Regions from separate parts of the Zea mays genome. Here all the other regions are linked to region 1. A link is a contact called in public Hi-C data. All regions are on one chromosome and are shown on one strand. The core of a region is the stretch at or near the end of the contact, and the rest is flanking DNA. Distances in the headings are between cores, read along the strand shown. Region 1 holds the start of LOC100281758. Region 2 holds the start of LOC103650885 (probable methyltransferase PMT19). Region 3 holds the start of LOC100192826 (putative RING zinc finger domain superfamily protein).

What was found. A called contact is a pair of places that touch in the nucleus more often than the background predicts.
Region 2: a Hi-C map of ear shows a contact between it and region 1, with 2.4 times the contacts expected there. The contact joins the promoter of LOC103650885 here to the promoter of LOC100281758 in region 1. A contact is called at or near these places in 3 of 25 Hi-C or Micro-C datasets (ear, endosperm and tassel).
Region 3: a Hi-C map of bundle sheath shows a contact between it and region 1, with 4 times the contacts expected there. The contact joins the promoter of LOC100192826 here to the promoter of LOC100281758 in region 1.

Annotation. Positions count from the first base shown.
Region 1 is chr3:171,043,454-171,048,344 of Zm-B73-REFERENCE-NAM-5.0, reverse strand. LOC100281758 reads right to left here and starts at 1,509. Exons shown (of 5, transcript NM_001154678.2): 1 at 1,287-1,509; 2 at 1-104. The coding sequence starts at 1,432.
Region 2 is chr3:171,689,836-171,694,603 of Zm-B73-REFERENCE-NAM-5.0, reverse strand. It overlaps LOC103650885 (probable methyltransferase PMT19), which reads right to left and starts at 2,634. Exons shown (of 6, transcript XM_008676476.4): 1 at 1,795-2,634; 2 at 1,491-1,701; 3 at 934-1,237; 4 at 1-382. The coding sequence starts at 2,457.
Region 3 is chr3:170,394,722-170,399,550 of Zm-B73-REFERENCE-NAM-5.0, reverse strand. LOC100192826 (putative RING zinc finger domain superfamily protein) reads left to right here and starts at 3,129. Exons shown (of 5, transcript NM_001138017.1): 1 at 3,129-3,454; 2 at 3,659-3,827; 3 at 3,936-4,002; 4 at 4,136-4,358. The coding sequence starts at 3,375.

The sequences.
Region 1 (4,891 bases), core at 260-2,759:
GCAACCCAATCGCTACTGCTAGTGCTGTAACCGTGGCAGAATGTGATGATGGCATGCCACCAGAGCCGATAAGCTGCTTGGGATCCCACCTGTTCTCCTTGTACCTTTGTTTAAAAAAACAAGAAGAAATCAAACTTACTTCTGCATGAGAAACAGTATAAACACCTGTTCAGACTTGAATCATAAATTTATAGCTGATCTTCCATAAAGTGCACGCTGATGTATCATATACATCAAAACTGTGGGAAAAAAGAATCAAGAACCCTTGATGCATAATCATCCTTTTGCCAAAATAGGGCAATAAGACAAACCAAATAGAACATTCTTGTTTATAAACACAATAAGAACTCTATGTGTTTATCTCCTTGCCTGGCTTCACTGTTACAAGCGTTCCTTGACCATCTATCTGGAAATCTGATGATTGAACTCAAGGTCTACAATCACTGTGGATAATTTTCATTTTCTAAAAAGAAAAGCCCCAACCTGTTTCTTCCTGTATATATTTCTAGTAGAGTAGAATGATCAAGGTTGCCACAATGGAACATAAAGTTTAAAATGAGACAGCATTATGTGTGAATTCCACAGCCAAAGATCATACTTTTACCAGGACAGATCAATTGATCAAAAATGTGGTGTAAATAACCAGCAAACTGCACTGCATCAATGATCAATGCATTCCAGTCGCCCCATAAAGCATGCACTAGTAGAGTAGAATGATCAAGGTTCCCGCAATGGAACATAAAAATTAAAATGAGACAGCATTATGTGTGGATTCCACATCCAAAGATCATACTTTTACCAGGACAGACCAATTGATAAAAAAAATGTGGTGTAAATAACCAGCAAACTGCACTGCATCAATGATTCCAGTCGCCCCATAAAACATGCACTGACCCACAATTCTTCCCTAGTTTGACCACCAGATCAAGGCCAATTCCATTTGCTTCCAGGTCAATTCACCAAAACCATCGACAAATGAAAGCAAATCCAGCACACAGGATACCATTACATTCCCAGGCTATCATCACTCATTCCTCTAGCTGTATAGGCAACCAAAAAAAAGAAAAGAAACGGGAGGGGAGGGGGGAATTCTTAGTCTCGCTTCGGATGTCCAGGAAATGAGAACAGTCGAACAATGTGTCAAGAGGCAGCTTCGACCGACGGAGCAGCATGCGGATCCGACCACGCTCGCGCCCGATCCCAGACCCAGACCCAAGCACACAAAAAGGGGGAGAAGAGGCAGGACGAGAGGAGTAGGAGGGAATCGGGGAACGGGCGAGGCGTACCATGTGAGGAAGAACTTGATGGACTGCGCGACGGCGAAGCCGAGCAGGGCGGCGACGAGGGGGTAGTTGTGGAAGACGGCGAGGTAGGAGAAGCCCCCGTCATGCGGCGGCGGCGAGGAGGCGTCGTCAGCACCACCGTCCCCCATGGCCGAAAGTCCCTGGCTCCTGGACGGGCGGTCCGGCCGGCGCGGCGCTGCCCTGCCTAATCCTGCCCTGCGCCACCCCCCACCTGCAGCACGTTACCGGACCGGAGCGCGCGCCCTCCGACTATATATATACAGCCTCCGCGATCCGCGCGCGCCAGGAAGCTCCTCCTTCGCTTGGCTTCGCTCTCGCGTGTCGTCTCTCTCACTGCCCCCCCCCCCCCCCCCCCCCCCCCCCCCTGCGTCGCACCGCTCGGGCTCGCACGTACCGCACCAATGCCGACGACAGCCCGGTTGACTGCTCTCAGCTCTGCTCCGGACTCTGGAGGGAGGGAGGGAAGGAAGGAAAGGCCGAAGGAAGGAGCAGAGAGGTGAGCAGCCAGGCGACACTGTTCGGCCCCTCGCCAGCTGCTGATTGGAGTGGAAGCTGGAAGAGGAGGGGAGACAAGTTCAAGAAGGAAGCCTGCTGGCGAAACTTTGGCGCGATCGGTCGACTTGCGCGCGGCCACGGAGCGATGCAGGAAAAGCTGCCGTGGACCGTGGTAAGCTTCAGCCATTGGTCCAAACTACTGTACGCTTTGCTGGGATTTTCTGGCCGGTAGGTCCGGCCTCCTGCCTGTCACGTCCCTCGGCTCCGATGTGCTTGGTTGCGAAAACAACACAGGAAGCAACGGGGACCCCCCCCCCCCCCCCCCCCCCCCCCCCCCCCCCCCCCCCCCCCCCCCCGCTTTGGCGGTTAGCACTTAGCAGGCATGATGCAGATCGGAAACCTTGGGATCTTGATTCATGCATTCCGATCCGATACAGCAGCGCAACTGTCAATCTAGACTAGACATTTGCTGCTACGCAACGCTCATGGTAGTATGATAAATTGATACTACTACTTGCACAAAGCTTCACGCATAGACCAGGCGAATTGATATCCTAATCGCGACGTGAGAGCCTAGCTTGCCCGCCCGCCCGGCGTTTGATCAGGTCGCGCACCCGGAACGAGGTTTCGACTTTCCAGCACATGGTTAGCCTGTCTGTATTTAAAACTTCATTCTAGTGTAATCAACAGTGTAAATTTCTAAGGATAGCCTTAGATCAACACGATTGGAATGTCAGAGCAATGTTTTTTTATGCTCTCTGTTCAACACACGCCTCATATATATATAAAGATCCAGTCCCAACGAACCATCAGCTATTGCTTTGTTTCAGTCCCATATAAACATGAGCTCAGGCTGCAAACCGTCCAAAAATCATCCGATTTGGTCTGTTTTCACTTACTAGACAAGCTCACTAAACGCCTACCAATGCAAATAATTGTCATTGATCGGAAGCATGACAGTCAAAATTGCCAAATCACAACTTCCAACAGGCGGCAAAATCTGACGCTACCAAAACATACATTCACATCTCCTGCACAACCAACAGCTACATCTAACCTATGCCAAGCCTAACCTTCCATTTGGTAGTGTAAAACTGGTTAATGACTTGTTTGGGAGCAGGATGCCGAAGGGGATTTTAGTCCACCAATCCCTTCCGATATCCTTCCTCCCAAACAAGCCCTAATGCGAGACACGAGGATCGGTCATTTTCTTTAAGTTTGGGTCCATGATATCCTTATACTCGGTCTCTTGTGGCTCCAACATCTTCCTCTGCCTTTCCCTCATTGCGTTAGCTGCTTCCAACCATAGCTTATCGCGGACATTAAATTGTCTTCAATAATAAGTTGTACGTCTTGTACCCTAAATTTTAGAGAAGATTTTTCATCCTCTACGCACCCCCAACAACGTATTTTAAATGGTTCTATAAATTTAGAGGACACCGTTGGATCATCTATATAGAGAGTTTCTCTCACCTCTCCTCTATCCATTTTAATATTTTAAACACCAGATTTAGCAAAACTAAAATATGTACAGTACTGTCGGCGTTTCGAGACCGGGGGTCCCTAAGCCGACGAGTGAATGTCGCCGCGTGCCCCAGCCCAGATGGGTCGACGCGAGGCCGAGCGCGAAGGGGGGAAGTGAGGTGGCCGGAGATGGGCGTGAGAGAGGTGGAAATCCCGCGGCCTTCGTGTTCGTCCCGCGCCCAGGTCGGGTGCGCTTGCAGTAGGGGGTTACAAGCGTCCACGCGGGAGAGGGAGCGAGCGGCCTCACGCGAGCGCCTGTCTCGTCCTCATCCCTGCGCGGCCAACCCTCTCTAAGAGGGCCCTGGTCCTTCCTTTTATAGGCGTAAGGAGAGGATCCAGGTGTACAATGGGGGGTATAGCAGAGTGCTACGTGTCTAGCGGAGGAGAGCTAGCGCCCTAAGTACATGCCGTCGTGGCAGCCGGAGAGATTTTGGCACCCAGCTAGTGTGATGTCGTGGCCGTCGGAGGAGTGCTGGAGCCTGGCGGAGGGACAGCTGTCGGAGCTGTTGAGTCCTTGCTGACGTCCTCTTGCTTCCGTAAGGGGGCTGAGAGCCGCCGTCGTCACAGAGTATGCGGGGCGCCATCATTGCCTATCTGGCGGAGCGAGCCAGATGGGACGCCGGTCTTGTTCCCCGTGGCCCGAGTCAGCTCGGGGTAGGGTGATGATGGCGCCTCCTGTTGACATGTCTGGTCTGCGCCCTAGGTTGGGCGATGTGGAAGCTCCTCCGAAGCCGAGGTCGAATCTGTCTTCCGTGGCCGAGGTCGAGTCCGAGCCCCTGGTTCGGGCGAGGCGGAGACCGTCGGCCGAGGCCAGGGCAGAGTCCGAGCCCTGGGGTCGGGCGAAGCAGAGTTCGTCGTCTTCTGGGGCTGTGCCCGAGTCCGAGCCCTGGGGTCGGGCGAAGCGGAGTTCGTCATCTTCTGGGGCTGAGCCCGAGTCTGAGCCCTGGGTCGGGCGGAGCGGAGTTCGCCGTCTTCCGGGGCTTAGGCTGAGTCCGAGCCCTGGGTCGGGCGGAGCGGAGTTCGCCGTCTTCCGGGGCTTAGCCCGAGTCCGAGCCCTGTGTCGGGCGGAGCGGAGTTCGCCGTCTTCTGGGGCTTAGCCCGAGTCCGAGCCCTGGGTCGGGCGGAGCGGAGTTCGCCGTCTTCCGGGGCTTAGCCCGAGTCCGAGCCCTGGGTCGGGCGGAGCGGAGTTCGCCGTCTTCCGGGGCTTAGCCCGAGTCCGAGCCCTGGGTCGGGCGAAGCGAAGCTTCCTATGGTGCCTGCGGCCGGGCCTGACTGCCCGTCAGCCTCACTCTGTCAAGTGGCACCGCAGTCGGAGCGGCGCAGGCGACGCTGTCTTTCTGTCAGGCCGGTCAGTGGAGCGACGAAGTGACGGTGGTCACTTCGGCTCTGTCGGCTGGGGGGCGCGCGTCAGGATAAAGGTGTCAGGCCACCTTTGCATTAAATGCTTCTGCGATTTGGTCGGTCGGTGCGGCGATTTGGTCAGGGTTTCTTCTTGGCGAAGACAGGGCCTCGGGCGAGCCGGAAATATGTTCGCCGCTGGATGGGGGCCTCGGGCGAGACGAAGATCC
Region 2 (4,768 bases), core at 1,385-3,884, 650 kb before region 1:
GTATGTTCCAATCAAACCACGCTCATAGATGACACCAAGGGCGTTCTCTGTCGTATTTGCAGGAACCACATTCATGACCCAGACAGGATGCTTGGACATAGCAGCGGCAAAGCCACCAGAACCGGCACTCATGTCCATGACATTTCTGTAGGTTCCATTAGACAAAAAATTTAGATACGTGAGATAGAAGTTAACCCTTTTCTCCCAAACCAGAGTGTCGTATCTATATCTCTGAATGGACAGCCACTCGATTTCCCCACTGGCTATCCTTGGTGGCACTGCACCAAGTCTTTTAGGCCATTTTTTCATGGCACCACCAGCACAGCCATTAAAAGTTTCAGCTCTTGGAATACATGTCATACACATTGAAATATTTGCATACCTGCACCGTAACAAAAGTTATATTTAGCAAGATTGTACTGTCGAAATATTCGCATACCTGCACCGTCACAAAATTTATATTCAGCAAGACTGTAATGTTGGAAGAATTCGAAACAAGTGCCCCCCCCCCCCCAAGTTTCGTAGCAAGTTCCTTGGAATACTTTGAATTAGCCAAAATGTTATGCATATTATAGTACTGTGCTCGTGTCACTTTGAATTACCCAAAATGTTCCGGGTACTATATATTTGACTAAATAAACTTTACAACTGCACATGACATTCACTCATTCAGAACAAAACATAGCAAGTTCGTACTTCATGACCTTTAGGGGAAAAAATGAATTTCGTCAGTCTCAGATTACTAATCACAACATCAACTCAAATATGTTTACTTGTCCAACTAAACTATCGTGTGCGTCGTCATATCACAAGGATAACATGAAGGCAAAGAAAAAAAATGGATCAGGTTGTGCCGTGGTTGATAAGATTTGCACATGTTTCATTTCAATTGACCGGAGATGCAAAGTGACAAGGGGACAGTAATAAACTTGCCAGGCACTATCTGGGTCTTCTCCTGTGCAGAGTGGTGGCAATCCAGCAAGCTTTGCATTTGCTTCTTGGTCGCAATGGAGATTACAAGAAGGCTTTCTCCAAACAGAAATTGTGCCCTCTTCAGACACCTTCGTCCAACGAAGCCTTTTCGACATGTCATCCATAGCTACTTGATTGTCCTGCTTGTCTATGGTCCCTTGATTCGAAATGTTGTATGTAGATTTCCAGTTGACGGGTGGCTTAGAGAAAACCCAATAGCCACCAGGTTGGAGAAGACGGTCGATTTCCAGCATGTAGAGCCCATCTGGAATCAGCTATAGGTGAATGAGAACAAGAGCACTCGACTAAAAAAACAAACAAACTGTACTTTAGTTTTGACATCGACATATGAGGAGGGTGTCCTGTTCTGTTCAGTGTTCACCGACTCCAACATTTGCCAATAGGAAAATCACTTTATTTTGAACAATTAGTAATCAGTGAAATAATAAATGAATAGATGATGCATCAGGAAGGAAGTATGTTTAATCAGGAATAGCATGACGTCTTGCATGTCCTACCATGAGCAGTCCATGGGACACGGCAGTCCGCACAGTGCACCATGTCGAAGGACCTCGATGGATACGGTAGCCTGTGGGCAACAAGCGCTCCGATCATTGCAGGCAGTCCACGCTCCAAGGCGAGCTGCACCTGCGGTTCAAATCTATCCCTCGGAGCAATGGACATGGTCAGTACGCCATAGTTGAGCAGATAGTCCCCAAAGCTCGCGACCTGTCAGGGACACACATCGACACGTGAACAGAGAGACTTCCAACGAGTAGTTTCTGAATCGGCAAGCTTTCATGCGATGCGAGTACAACACACCCCGCATCCGATGTCGAGCGCCGTGTGCACCACGCCGTCGCGGAGCGGCACGACGCGCTCCAGCCGCTCGACATAACCCTGCACCCCGTCGGTGAACAGCAGCCACTCCCCGCGACCGTGAACGGGGTCCTGCTGCTGTCCATCCGCCGCCTTAACCGGGGGCAGCGGCGGGAGGTCCACGTTGGCGTACCTCGCGCGGTCGCGGCGCGCGGGCCACGGCGGGGGCGGGCGGTACCTGGGCGGCGGCGGGACGCGGCAGTGCGGCGGAGGGTGCGGCGGCGGGTCCTTTGGCGGGTGAGGAAGAAGAGGCGGCGGCGGCGGCGGGCGCGGGGGGCAGTGGCGCTCGCGCGAGGGAGGCTCGTGGCAGGGGACGTCGTGGGTGGCGTTGGGAGGGCACGGGGGAACGGGAGGCGGGGGGTGGGGGTGGCCTGGGCCGGAGTCGGGCGCGTGTGCGGGCGCCGGGGCCACAGGCGCCGCGGTGGAGGCGCTGGCGGACGGGGAAAGCTGAGGGGACGAGGAGGACGCCGCGTGGTGGGGGGTGGAGAAGACGGCGGAGATGAGGAGGAGGGTCGCGGTTGCGGCCGCGACGGCCGCGGCCGCGAGGGAGAGCGCCCGCGGCAGCGCCGCGAGCACGGCCGGCGCCGACGGCTCCGAGAGTGGCATGGCCGCCGCCAAGTCCGCGTATCGCTCAGTAGAGCGCCGCACAGGGCACAACAGCTGGTGTGTGGCTGAGTGCACTCGGTGGTGGACTGGTGGAGGATCGGATGCTCCGCTCCGACTCCGGGTGAGTGCGGCGAGAGTGGTGGCGCCGCCCAGTTCGTATTTGAAGAGGCAGGGCAGAGGAGAGGACTACATACAGTGCGACGAGAGCGGTTGCTGCTTTGCGGGCCCGGCCGTTGGGGCTTCGTGGGGCCTGCCTGCGCCACCAGTGGCTCGTGCTCCTTGGCTTTTACGGTCTTTTCGTCTGATGCGCTCGTCACTTCGTCGTCGTGTCGTGTGGATGTTTTTTTTTGTTGAGACGAAAGAGAGATTGTGCACATGCGAAATCGCGATGGCTTAACTGTTTTTGTTTTTTTTATCCGTGCAAGTGCAATGTCGTACTGCATCATCTCGTATGGTTTTTGTTGAGCCACAAAATACGCGGTCTAGGGTTCCGAGTTTTTTACTGTATTTGTTAACGAGATTAATGGAATTAACTCGGGGAGTTTTTTTAACGGGTCCAACTCTCATACTCTATAAATACATAGGTATACGGCCGATTTATAATCACCAATAACATTTTTATCTCGCATTTATTTCCAATACAATTAAAAGTAGTTCTAGTTTAACCTCTCAATTCTCAAATTCACCGTTTCTCTTCGACTCTACGTCGATTAGAGGAGTCTAGGTCAGTCTGCCCGAGCCTAGACATCATCTAGGATCTCTCCTCTCTGACGGGGTCCCTCCCGGGAGCGAAATCCAGGCGCTGCCGGCGACCTTTCGCCGCCTCTGCACACGCGCGGACCGTCCGGCCCCAGAGCATGGACCGTCCGACCGACAGGCAGAAATGCGCCAGGTCGTGTACCATCCGACCCCTGACCATGGATCATCCGCCCCTGTGTAGAGAGCACTATCGCGGATTCTTGTGCAGTGATTGGCGCCCGAAAAAGACACCCACAGTTTTCTTCAGAAGACCGTAGACTACAGTCGAAACTCCACACTCCACACTGAAAAGCGGCCAGCCGTAGACTACAGTCCATACGAGACAGTAAAAACAACTTGCAAGGTCTCGAATTACTCGGACAAATTGTAGCAATAATCTCGACGAGTCAGTCGTACGGGCAGAGTAGAGGACACGACAGTCGCAGCTGACGCGCAACACACCACACGTGTCCAAAGGAGACCGTCGTACGCACGCTACAGCAGGAGTACAACTCAATGACTTGCGAGCACGCACCCGCCCAGTCCCTAGACCAGGAGGAGGAGGAGGATCTCGGCCGCTGTCGTACGTTGCGTACGCTGCATCTTGTCCGTGCTCCGCTCGCCACAACGGTCTCGCGCGTCCTTCTCGAAGACGGCGACTCGTCATGATCGATCGTAGTGTAGCATCGCTAGCTTGCAATTGCAGAGGAGTACAGGACCGCGGGGACCCGTCGCTCGGGACACTTTCTTTCTCCATGTATCTTGCAAGCTACGAGAGCGGCCAGACCGTGACCGGTCGGTCCGCCGAGCCCGTGCCGTGTGTGTGGCCGCCGTTAATTCTCTCGCGCCGGAGACGCCCGCGCAGGGGCGGCGGCGGCGGCGCGCTCTCGATTCGATTTGACAGCGCAACCAACCCGCTACTCATTTTTTTCTCCGCGCCGCGTCGCCTTCTCGCCGTACGGGGTCGCATGGAAACGACGAGGAGGGGAGGTTGGCTTCCTTCCTCTGGTCCCTCTCCAGTCCAGTCCCCGTGATCCGACCTTTCCTGGTTAGTCGTCCGCAACTACATCTGCTGTACTGTAGAGTACGTTTTCTTTCTCTTGGCTCCGAATCTGCTCTTGTCTCGCCTCTCGCCCTCTCGTCCGGCTTTCACAGTGAAGAGGAAGAAGAGCCGCTTGAGATGGCGCCAAGGGACTCCGCGTCTGCTTTTGGCGGGACCAATGCGGGCGTAGGGACGTGCCGGGGCCGGCGAGCTAGCGAGTGCGCAGTGTGCACGGCCGCCCCGCGTGCGCGTTGTCTGGTTCGCCGGAGCATCATCACCGTGTCCTGTCGTCTTCGGACGGCGACAGCCACTATCTCAGCGTGCAAACGTTATCGCCAGACCGGAACTCAGTCACCGTCTTATCAGAGCAAGTGAGCAACGGCAGCACAAAAGGGCGCCTTTTCGATAGAAAAGAAAGAAGAAGAAAAAAGGTGTTCGCAACAAAACATATTGGCTCCATCCCTCCATTGCATGTGCTAGGATTTCGTAAATATACTTGGTTTTTATGAACTTAGACAATTGACATTCTAA
Region 3 (4,829 bases), core at 1,880-4,379, 650 kb after region 1:
GCGGACGGGAACTAATGGGAGGCTCGCCACCGTCCACCCACTGCCGAGCAATAGTGAGGACCTGAGCAAGCCTGGTCAATCCAGAGCGCACCGCGGCTGCTGTGACCGTACGTACTCCAGCTATTGGCCGCGCCCACCTGCTAAGTTTTTTCATTCGTGTAGTAAAATTCGCTGAATAGTAAAAAAATTAAACTATCCAACGATAATTTAAAAGAAATGGAGGGAGTATAAATGCAGCCCGGCCGGCGGCCCGCGAGGGCGTACGTGGCCGTGACGCGACCTTCTCCAACGGGGACGTGGCGTGGCGATCCGTCCGTCCAATGATTGCCCGAGCCGCAGCTTGCAGAACTGCGTACAGCGCCGCCGCCGCCGCCGCCGTGATCAGCCCGAACGAGCACGCCGCAACGAGACGATATGCGCGACGGGAATCTCGATGAACTGGACAGCTTAATTAATCTCCATATACTAATTATTAGATAGTATAAAACCTCCAGTATCTGGACACCTGAAAAATCAGCTGTTCTCAACACCGCGAAAAAAGTAAGCGTCACAATACTTGTCCTAATAAACCAGGTCCTTGTCGGCGTGGCCGTACCCGCAGCGTGCCTCCTGGCTCCTGGACCCCCAAAGCCCGCCGTCGACAGGCGACACGGCAAGCTTGGGATGAAAAGCTTGGAACCTACGGTAGGCCAGAAACACGGAGATCCTATCCTCCGGGAAAACAGCGCGGCGGAGTCTCGTCCCTGGGGACGTCATGAATCATGATGAACCTGTATCCAGCTCCACCCCCGCCTCGTCGCCTCCTCCCATCACGGGCATCGGAAAGTCCGTCGCGTAACAGCGTCAGCGGCGGCCTGAATTCAAAAATTTTCAACTAAAACATGTTGCCGGCCGGTCCGGTCCGGTCCGGCTATGGCTCAAGACTGACGCAATGCAAAAAACGATCTTGTTCCTCTCATCTCCCTTTGATAGCGTGATCACACGGTCAAACTCAGACAACCCCACCACTAACCACTAGCCTTTCGTGACTTGTTCCAACGGCCGTGGAGCACCTTCCTGCTCCAGCAGAGAGGTGATGAGATCATGGCTTGCCTCATCAGCCCCCCCCCCCCCCCCCCCCCCCCCAGATAATAGCCGCGGCAGCAAAACCAACCATTCTGTGTTGCCAACCAAAACGACCGCGTCTGATGACTGAAACTGAAATAGCCGTTTGATGCAGTGGACGCCGTAGATTGCTCGCTCAGGATATTTGTAGCATGCATGTACTCCTGCCTAGCAGCAGCAATCTCTGGAGGACAAGGGCCGCGAATCTAGCGTAAAGCTCACAGGAGGAGGACGAGGCTCTCATCTCATGAGCTGACCAGCCCCATTCAGTGTTTCCCGTAGCAAGCCTGCGGTAGCACTCACCCGAGCAGTGCCCACCACCACCGCTAGATATTTGACGCTGGTCGCTGGACGGATCAGAGATACAGTAGATTCTCGCCTTTTTTTTCTCTCGTAGTGGGAAACACTGGTGCTGCTGCGGCCATGGTCCATGGCCAGAGAGCGGAACGGGACCACGGACCGGACAGGATTGCTTGCCTACACTGTTTGCATCGCACTTGTACGCGAAACCATACGGTGACCGGGGGCGTGCTTGGATTGGACGATCAAGGTATATATTAAACCTGTGGGCAGGAAGAATTAGGCCACAGATGGAGATGGAATTTCTACAGCCCCAGGAACTTTACGGTGGTAAACAAACCACGGGAAAAAAAAGACAGAGTAGTAGTAGTAGTACCGAGCCTGATTATCTTACTTTTCACCAAGCTTTTTATATTAAAAAAATACCTCTCTGTTATTATAAATTTTGGCACTCTTTCTTGCAAAAACGTTAGCTTGTTTGACTGGGAATAAATTCGAATTGTACACTTTTCATATAAGCACAAAATTTAATGCGAACAACGTTTATGTTATGTTTGAATGCACTAGAGCTAACTGTTAGCTACTAAAATTAGAGCTAAACGGAGTCATATTTTGAACTATAGGACTCTAACATAAAAAAAACATGCTCTGACATGGCTTTATTTTACAAAAGAATCATTAATCTATTATAGGGCTCGATATCTCAGGTCCTATATCATTTTATACACTATTTTAACCTTTTATCTCCTAAATAACATTATTTATTTCCTAAAAATTTGATATATGGCTCGATAGTTGGAGTTACAGACGTTCTTGTGGCCCTAAACATTTTAAGTCATGTCCTATTTTAATTTTAAGGACTCAAATATAGAGTTTTTTTTTTGTTGGAGATGCTCTTAGCCGAAGACATTCAAATATTCTAACTAATAGTTAAGCCATTAACTAATTTTAGTATAGTTAGCTAGCTATCTAGCAATTTTTTAGCAGTAGAGCATTCAAACAACACAGCTTTATCCAATACTTTTAAAAGAACTCTGCAACCGTGCTGCCAGGAGATAATGGATATCTCTTTCCATGGCCACAATGAATCACAAGGAATATGATTGTGGATCCCACATAAACCGGCGCCGGGTCCCACACCGTGCTGCTAGTGGATAGGCTCAGCCAGCCACCTGCCGCCTGCGCCACCGGACCCCTCTTTTTCTGCGTGTCATCTGAGCCCTACCCCAAGCCGTCCATCGACCCTTTATCACCATCCGTCCGTCATCAATCTATCCACACTATTATTCTCTCTTTTTCATTCTCTCTCTCTCTCATTCTGCTCCAGAACCTTTCTCGTCTGCAACATTTTGTGTTCCAGATTTTAATAAACAATCCAAATCATATAAATAAATTATTCGTATAGGCTTTTCACTTACAATATATTTTTTGTCATTTTTTTGTCTTAAAACAATTTAACAATTGGGCAAGAGTGGAAATTTGGAGACAGCAGAACGGCACCATAACTGCTCCTAATCTAAGCACCATGAGTGCCCTCTATCAGTGTAGGCTTTTTTTTCCTCAGCCTTTGTCTCCTTCCCTCCCCCAAACTTTATTCCAAAGCTTTTGCACTTCTTGTCAAGCAAACCAAGCAAAAACAATTTGCAAGTTGCCAAGACATCTCCTGCACTCCTTGCTTATATAAAAACCCAAGGGGACGCAGGAGGGACAAAGGGCCCCCCTTTCACAGTTTCCCTCCCCCAAAACTACTTTCCCACAAACCCAGACCAGAGCAGCTTGCGTCTATCGTTTCTTTTCTTGTTGGCCTTCTCCTTGCCTTGCTTTTGCTTGCTCGTTGCTTCTTGAGCTCGAGCCCGCCCCTTCTGCGCCTTGCCCAAGTCTCTGTGTGTTTTTTATAGGCTTGAGAGCTTGGAATAGCGGGGGGTGGAGGAAGCGGAAGAGGAGCTTCGTTTTGTGTTCTAGAGGGAGTCATGTTCCATGGCGGCAGGCCTCTGTCCCTCCGGGGGTCTCTCAAGGCGCTTGAAGCTGATATCCACCATGCCAACACCCTGTAAGTCCTCTCCTCCCTTTTAATTTGCCCTGTATTTCCTACTCTCTTGATTCTCGGCGTTCTCCTTTGCTACCTGATTTTTCTTTGGAAAAGCTGTAGAGTAGGGAAAAGTTTGCCCTTTCGTTTTCCGTCCCCGATTGTATTCGGCTCGTGTTCTATGCGTTTACTGATGAATATAGGTAAAATCCCCTCTCTCTTCTCCAGGGCGCATGCTATACACAGGGCGTATGGGGGTGCCTGCGTGCAGATGAGGCTGTCCTACAGCTCCATGGCTCCAATCTTTCTCAACCTTATCCAATGGATGGACTGCAGCTGCTCCCTGTCATACACGCTCCCTAGCTACCTTGGCCTGCTCGAGGTTCTCGTCTACAAGGTACCGACGAATAGCACTTGCCGAGAGAGTTTGCTGAATCCACGACGAACTGACTGGTATCTCCTGAGGCTTTGAATGTTGACACGGTCTTGGTGGTTGAACACGCAGGTTTATGTCGATGAAGATGCCTCCATATCCACCATAGAAAGGAGGGCGAGCCTGAAGGAATTCTACAGTATGCTTACTATCCACCATAGAAACTAGTGATTAAGAAGCTTTTTTTTTCTGTTCAAGATTTTTTTTTGTTGATGCTGCTGCTGCTGCTGCAGCAGTGGTTTAATATAGTTTTGGGACCCCATGGAATGCAGCTATCATATACCCTTTCTTGCAACAACTGGAGGACAACTTGATGGACAAGGACTGCAAGGACAAAGGGTGGTCTGCTGCTGCCGCCGCCGGCGGCGGCGGCGGTCGGAAGCTTGTTGCCGAAGATGACAGGGAGGATGAGTGTGGCATTTGCCTGGAGACCTGCACCAAGATGGTCCTTCCGAATTGCAACCATGCCATGTGCATCAACTGTTACCGAGACTGGTATTGCTCCCTGTCGCTCTTGCTTATCCGTTTGGGGGGTGTATTATTTAAGCAACAATATATCTGACTGAGCCTGGATCGTTATCAGTTAGGGCCCCGATATCACACGCCACCATTAAAAAAATTCGCTAGCGGTTTGAACAGACTCAATGTGATGTCGATTTTAAAGATAAGGTTCGAGGAAACGAGTAAGCATTGACGCAGTCTTGAACTCTTGATAGCGCAAGGGTGGTTCAGTAATGATTTTCTTAAACTTCTCTGTGGGCTACTTCTACTCACTCATTGTTGGTGGGGAGTGGGGAGGGGGTGGTTGAACAACCCATCATAGTCCCAATGCACTTCTTTTTTCATGTTCACCATTTAAAGCCTCCATTTAGTCAAATTCAGATGCTACATTCTCCTGAACTGAATGTTTGTGTTTGTGTGTGTGTGTGTGGGGGGGGGGGGGGGGGGGGGGGAGGGGGGTTCCAT